2 separate regions of the Sus scrofa genome follow, and region 2 is linked to region 1. The links are chromatin contacts, called in public HiChIP or PLAC-seq maps. All regions are on one chromosome and are shown on one strand. Each heading gives the region's core, a stretch centred on a gene start, on an enhancer-like site or on the middle of the called end of the contact. The rest is flanking DNA. Distances are from core to core; before and after follow the strand shown.

The links. HiChIP or PLAC-seq counts read pairs in DNA pulled down with a chosen protein or histone mark.
Region 2: a contact with region 1 is called in an H3K27ac HiChIP or PLAC-seq map of skeletal muscle, with 4 times the contacts expected there. The contact joins the promoter of RFK here to the promoter of PCSK5 in region 1. A contact is called at or near these places in 1 of 47 Hi-C or Micro-C datasets (skeletal muscle) and 1 of 2 datasets of contacts at active chromatin or transcription factors (skeletal muscle).

What each region holds. Positions count from the first base shown.
Region 1 is chr1:228,853,300-228,855,945 of Sscrofa11.1, reverse strand. It overlaps PCSK5 (proprotein convertase subtilisin/kexin type 5), which reads right to left and starts at 1,359. Exons shown (of 37, transcript XM_021065005.1): 1 at 641-1,359. The coding sequence starts at 832.
Region 2 is chr1:229,335,727-229,338,372 of Sscrofa11.1, reverse strand. It overlaps RFK (riboflavin kinase), which reads left to right and starts at 1,296. Exons shown (of 5, transcript XM_003121967.5): 1 at 1,296-1,721. The coding sequence starts at 1,640.

The DNA.
Region 1 (2,646 bases), core at 110-2,609:
CTCCTCTCCCTTCTTCCTTCCAGCTCCAATCCTCGCGCCTCCTTCGCCTCCAGTGCCCAGCGGTTCTCTTGCCCATAGAGGAGTAAACTTCTTTCTAGGCTAAATTCAGGTCTGAACAGGAAAAGCTTTCCCTTCTCCTCCTTCCCTTTACCCCGGCTCTCAGAAACCACAGGGAGCCGGCACCAGGGGCGCGCTTACCCTCTACCCTCCCAATAGAGCCCAAGCTACCAGTGCTCCCCGACTTTCCACGTCAAGAGGTCCGATCAGGTCTGAAACCACCGCAGAGGCATGTACGTTCGGGATTCGTCCAGAGACACTACCTGTCCCTCGCGGTTTGTAAGAAACAAGTAAAACACAAACCCCAATAACTTTGGGGAGTGTGTGTGTGTGTGTGTGTGTGTGTGTGTGTGTGTGTGTGTCTAAGAGAGGAGGCGGGGGGAGAAAGAGCGCATCGCGCTAGCTCAAGAGTTAGGGCAACAGCTGCAAGAGCACATCTGGAAGAGGGGGAGGGGACTGACGAAGAGTGGGATTGACGAGGAGTAAGAATGACTAAGAGGGGACTGGCGCGAGGTCGTGGGGGACTCCCCCGCCCCCCGCCCTCGCAGCTTCAGGGCCGAGAGCCCGGCCAGCCAGTGATTACCTGTCCTATGTTGATGAATCCGTACTTGCTGGCTATGCGGTTGGCCTCCGGAAAGCCGCCGGCGATTTTGACTGCCCAGTGGTTGGTGTAGACGCGCGTCCGGCACACGGGGAGCAGGCAGCCCCCAAGCAGGGCCAGCACGCACAGCAGGTCCAGCCGTCCCGGGCAGCAGCAGCGGCTCCCCCAGCCCATGGCCCTGGCGCCTCGCTGCTCCTTTGCTCACTCTCTCGCTCGCTCCGGGCACTAAGCTGCGCGCACAACTAACTTCTCCGGCCTGGGCCGACCCGGCGCGCAGCCCCCGGCCGCCGCGGCTCGCAGCCCTGGGCGATCGGCAGGAGGCGGCAAACCCGGCAGGGAGCAGAGCAGCGAGCCTCGCGCCGGCTTCTAGACCATCCCTGGGGCTCCGGGGACCTGTGCTCCCAGCTCTCCGGCCCGCGGGGCGGTCTACCGGCGCTCCCTGGCTCGGGCGCAGGAGGCGGCTGAGTGGGGCGGGCGCGCTCCCGCAGTTGGGTCTCGCCGGGCTCGGCTCCCGGACTCTCCGACTCGCCCTAGCTCCTCCCGGGGCCCCCGAGCGCGGCGGAGGCGGCGGTGCAGGCAGCGGCCAGGCGCCCCTTCCGTTGGCCCGGGCTCCGAGCGCTCGCTAGCTAGCTCCCTGCGCTCCCTCTGGCTCCGAGCGGCGCGCCGGGAGAGTGAGTGGCAATGGCAGCAACGCCTGCTCTGCATAAACGACTCCCCCCGCCCCCGTTAATACCCCTCCTTTCCCACATCCCCCTCCTCCTCTCCCTCCTCCGCCCGCCTGAAAGCGGCCACCGCCAGGCGCCAACCAGGTCCTAGCGCCGCCGGGTTCTTTGGGCTGTAACCTCCAGGGTCCTGAGCAGCAAAAGCGAGTCTTTCCAAAAGACTGGGAGGAAAGCTCAGGTGCAGAGGTTTTAGCCCCTTCTCGCCTCTCCCTCCTGGATTTGTATTAATTTACCGCTACTTCCCGAAAGACTAAAGAAATTTACAAGCCGGTTCAAGTAAAGTACCCCGAAGATTCAGAAGATTCATTCATCGTAGCTCTGAACCTCCTTAAGCAACTAAGTATTTAAGGGGGTCACTGGCGTGTCAACTGCCAAATAACCCGAGATTTTCACTTCGTTAATTCTTCATGCTTTTCAGCAACTGTTTATTTTACAAATTCTGCTCCTGGGAGAAGCTACCCCACAGGACTGTAAAGCGCATCGACTTTTGCAAAAGCCAACCATGGCGATTCCAAAACCGAGTCTGTTGCCTGCTGACTTTCGAAATCCGTGTTTCCAATACTAGGCAACGCCATGGAAGAGTAAAATTCCAGTCGCGGAATTGGGGAAAGATGTTTCTGTGAATATTTGGTATGAAGCGGATGGAGATGTTAGACCAAGGGAATAATTTCATTCATTCGTTCCATTTAGTCTGATGAGGGCTTTTCTCCACCACGGGGAAAAAGTTTTCCAACTTTTCCAAGCGTGGCCCTGTAACAGTGAGAGACTTCGATATAAAAAGGACCACAGAGGAAGTTCGAATGAAATAAATGTGTGGCTGTGCCACATTCATTACTGTACCTTGTACTGTGACTGCAGCAGGCATGGGAGCTCGGATTAACCCGCTCCTGCTGAACAACCTCTCCGTCTTTTCTGTCATAGGACTATTTCTAGTGAAAAGAAAATGTATTCCTTATGAAGTAACTCAGTTGACCTTAAAAGTATTCACATATCCCTAACCACCACCACCGCCCCTTTTCCTTCTCTTTCCCATCCCCCATTCTCTTTCTTCCTAAGCATTAGCTACATGTATTTGAGAGGAATTAACCCATCGCACCTATAGCTTTGGGTAATGATTGTTTTAGCTGTCTAGGGCTTGGATTTTTTTTCCCTTTGTCCCCTCCAGTGAACCATAGCCACAAACTGAAAATTCACACATGTAAACTGTATGAAATTCATAGTTAAATTCATAAAGTTATCATTTATGATAACATAAGGCATGCCATA
Region 2 (2,646 bases), core at 47-2,546, 480 kb before region 1:
CTATCCAAAATGCATTTTTGGAGTTCTCTTATGGTGCATCGGGTTAAGGGTCCAGCATTGTCATTGCAGTAGCTCCAGTGACTGCTGTGATGCAGGTTGGATTCCTGTCCCAGGAATTTCCACAAGCCACAGGTGTGGCCAAAAAAAAGTCTTTTATGTGAGGTCTGCTTACTCTACATGCAACTTTCCAAGCATTTTGTCAGGACTCCCATTGGTGTTTTTATAGCATAGCATTGTTATCGGGCTTCCCAACTGGTCTCCCCCACTAGAGGGAGTCTCCCAAGGGCCAAGAGTTTGTCTCATTTGCCTTTGTTCACCCCACCTTGCATTGTGCTAGGCACACACAGGGCTCATTAATTTTTTCTTTCTGCTAATAATTACAGAGCGCTTGCTGTGATCCAGGCACTATGCTAGTATTAGGGAAGTAAAAACAGTCTTGCCAATAAACACCCCTTCAGTACAAATACAGAGAATACAATTCTAACATTGCGAAAGCACTATCAGAGTTACATACATGTAAGGTAAAGGAAAATGACTGCAAAATCTGGACAGAGTTTCACACACATTTGTTGAGAAAAGTAAAAGAGAACAATTTTTTTTTTCCCTCAAGAACAAGGTAAAAGGGTGCATCTTCTGAGCCACCCTGGAAGTATTTCCCCAGGTAATGTTTACAGTTCCAAGGGTCAGAAGGCCTACGAATTTGCACTCCAATAGAGAGCAAGCCTTTCTTCAAGTTTATCAGGTTGTAGGAGAGACTGGGAGGTACAGAAAGAGGGTCGGAAGGTGCCGCATCCCTCCCCCAAAAACTTAGTCCTTGTAATCTTCCGCCAGTCACTGAGATTGCAGCCTTACAGACCAGGCCCTACTCTGCTGGAGCTTACATCCTGGTAACTTCAGATCGTGGTCAAACGGGGTCCCGGGGAGAGGAGATTCACTTTGGTAGGTAGTTAGGAAAAGTCTCTATGAAGAGGTGACCGTTGAGATAGAATTTTCGTTTAATAAATGTTTAAAGAGCGAATGAATGATGAATGACGATCAAAGTGTTAGTTGTCAAGGAGATAAAGAACGTCTCTCTTTGGCGTCAGGACCGTGATGAAAAGGCGAAAGGGAAAAGAAACACTTAGGATTGCCCGAGAACTGTGTTTTCACAGCCCCTAGGCTGAAAATCGGTTCCCCGGATCAGTTCTCATTGCTGTTCAGAGAAACTGAGGAGCGGCGAATTGGCGGGTCGCGGGCTATGGCGGGGGGCGGGGCCACGGCGGGGGCGGGGCTACGGAAGCCGAACGGGCGCTGGGGCTCTTGGTCGGGCCGGGGTAGTGTGCGCAGGCCCGCGGCGCTCGGTGGGCTGGGCGCCCTCCACGCCGGCCCGCCCCGTGAGCTCCCCGCCCACACCCGCACTTAACTTCCGCGGTCGCCGGCGGCGTCCAAGAGCCGAGACACAGCCTCTGAGTTACCGGGTACCTTCTATTGGGTCAGCGGCGTGAGAATACTGCCCACGGCGTGTCGTCCGCGCCGCCCGGCCAGCCGGTCAAGTTCCGTCCTTGTCCCCCGGCTGGTCCGGGGTTCCGGCACCGCCGCGTTGGCGGCCCCGCCGGACGCGCGGACGGGGCCGCAGCCCGCACCCCAAACGAACGGCGTCATGAGGAACCTGCCGTACTTCTGCCGTGGCCAAGTGGTGCGGGGCTTTGGCCGCGGCTCCAAGCAGTTGGGTATCCCTACAGGTGAGCACGGGAGGGCGCAGAGGCCCCCACCCACCCTGGCCCGAGTCACCTGGCGGCCGGGACGTCTGCCGGGGGCTCCAGACCGGGTCGTGGGGCTGCGGTCAGAGGGACATTCCTCTCTGCTGACGCTTTGTGGAGGCGGAGGACCTTTGGTCGGACTGAGGGAGCGCGTCCTCGCCCCCACGGCCTCACCCGGGACAGGGCTTGAGGGATGGAGAGAGCAGGAAGCCAGAGCTGAATTTCGGGATCCACCTTTCCCGCCTCCCCATCCAGCCCTGATAAAGCGGTTAAGCATGGGGCGCGTCTTGCCCTTTAGCAAACGTTTTGTGGGCCCGAGAGGCTAAATGCTCAAGCCAGCCGTAAGGTTTTCTTGTCTTTAAATCTATTAGATTGTGTCTAAATGATGACAAAGGCAGAATGGGAACCAGGTATCTTTTTTGGTCTGTTTACATTAGTTTTCGTAGTCAAAACTTGGAGATAGGCTTAATTCATCCAGCCGCAATACATTCTAAAGTAGTCTTTGAGCTTGTATCCTAAGCATGTGTATTTCCAAAAAATAAGAATCTTTTCAAGAGATTTTAAACTCCTTAAGAAAGAGCAGGGCTCCTTAAGAAAGAGCAGGGCTAAGAAATCCAGCTGTACATATACCTATTTTCTTCTATCCTGAGAGTGTACTTTTTTGGGAGGGCTTAATACCCTCACTGTGACCTGTTACCTTTTACACTTACAATTGATACCTTTTCCCCAACCTATCCATATAAAGAGGAGAAGAAATCACAACAGAATATGAAACAATGAAGTTAATTAATTGTAGACAGAATCCTAAGAATTCTTTGGAGTGTAATGATTTAGACTAGCCTTGCATGTGGTTTTTATAAAACTTTATTGGCTATGAAACTCTTAACACTAGCATCATATTTTCTGT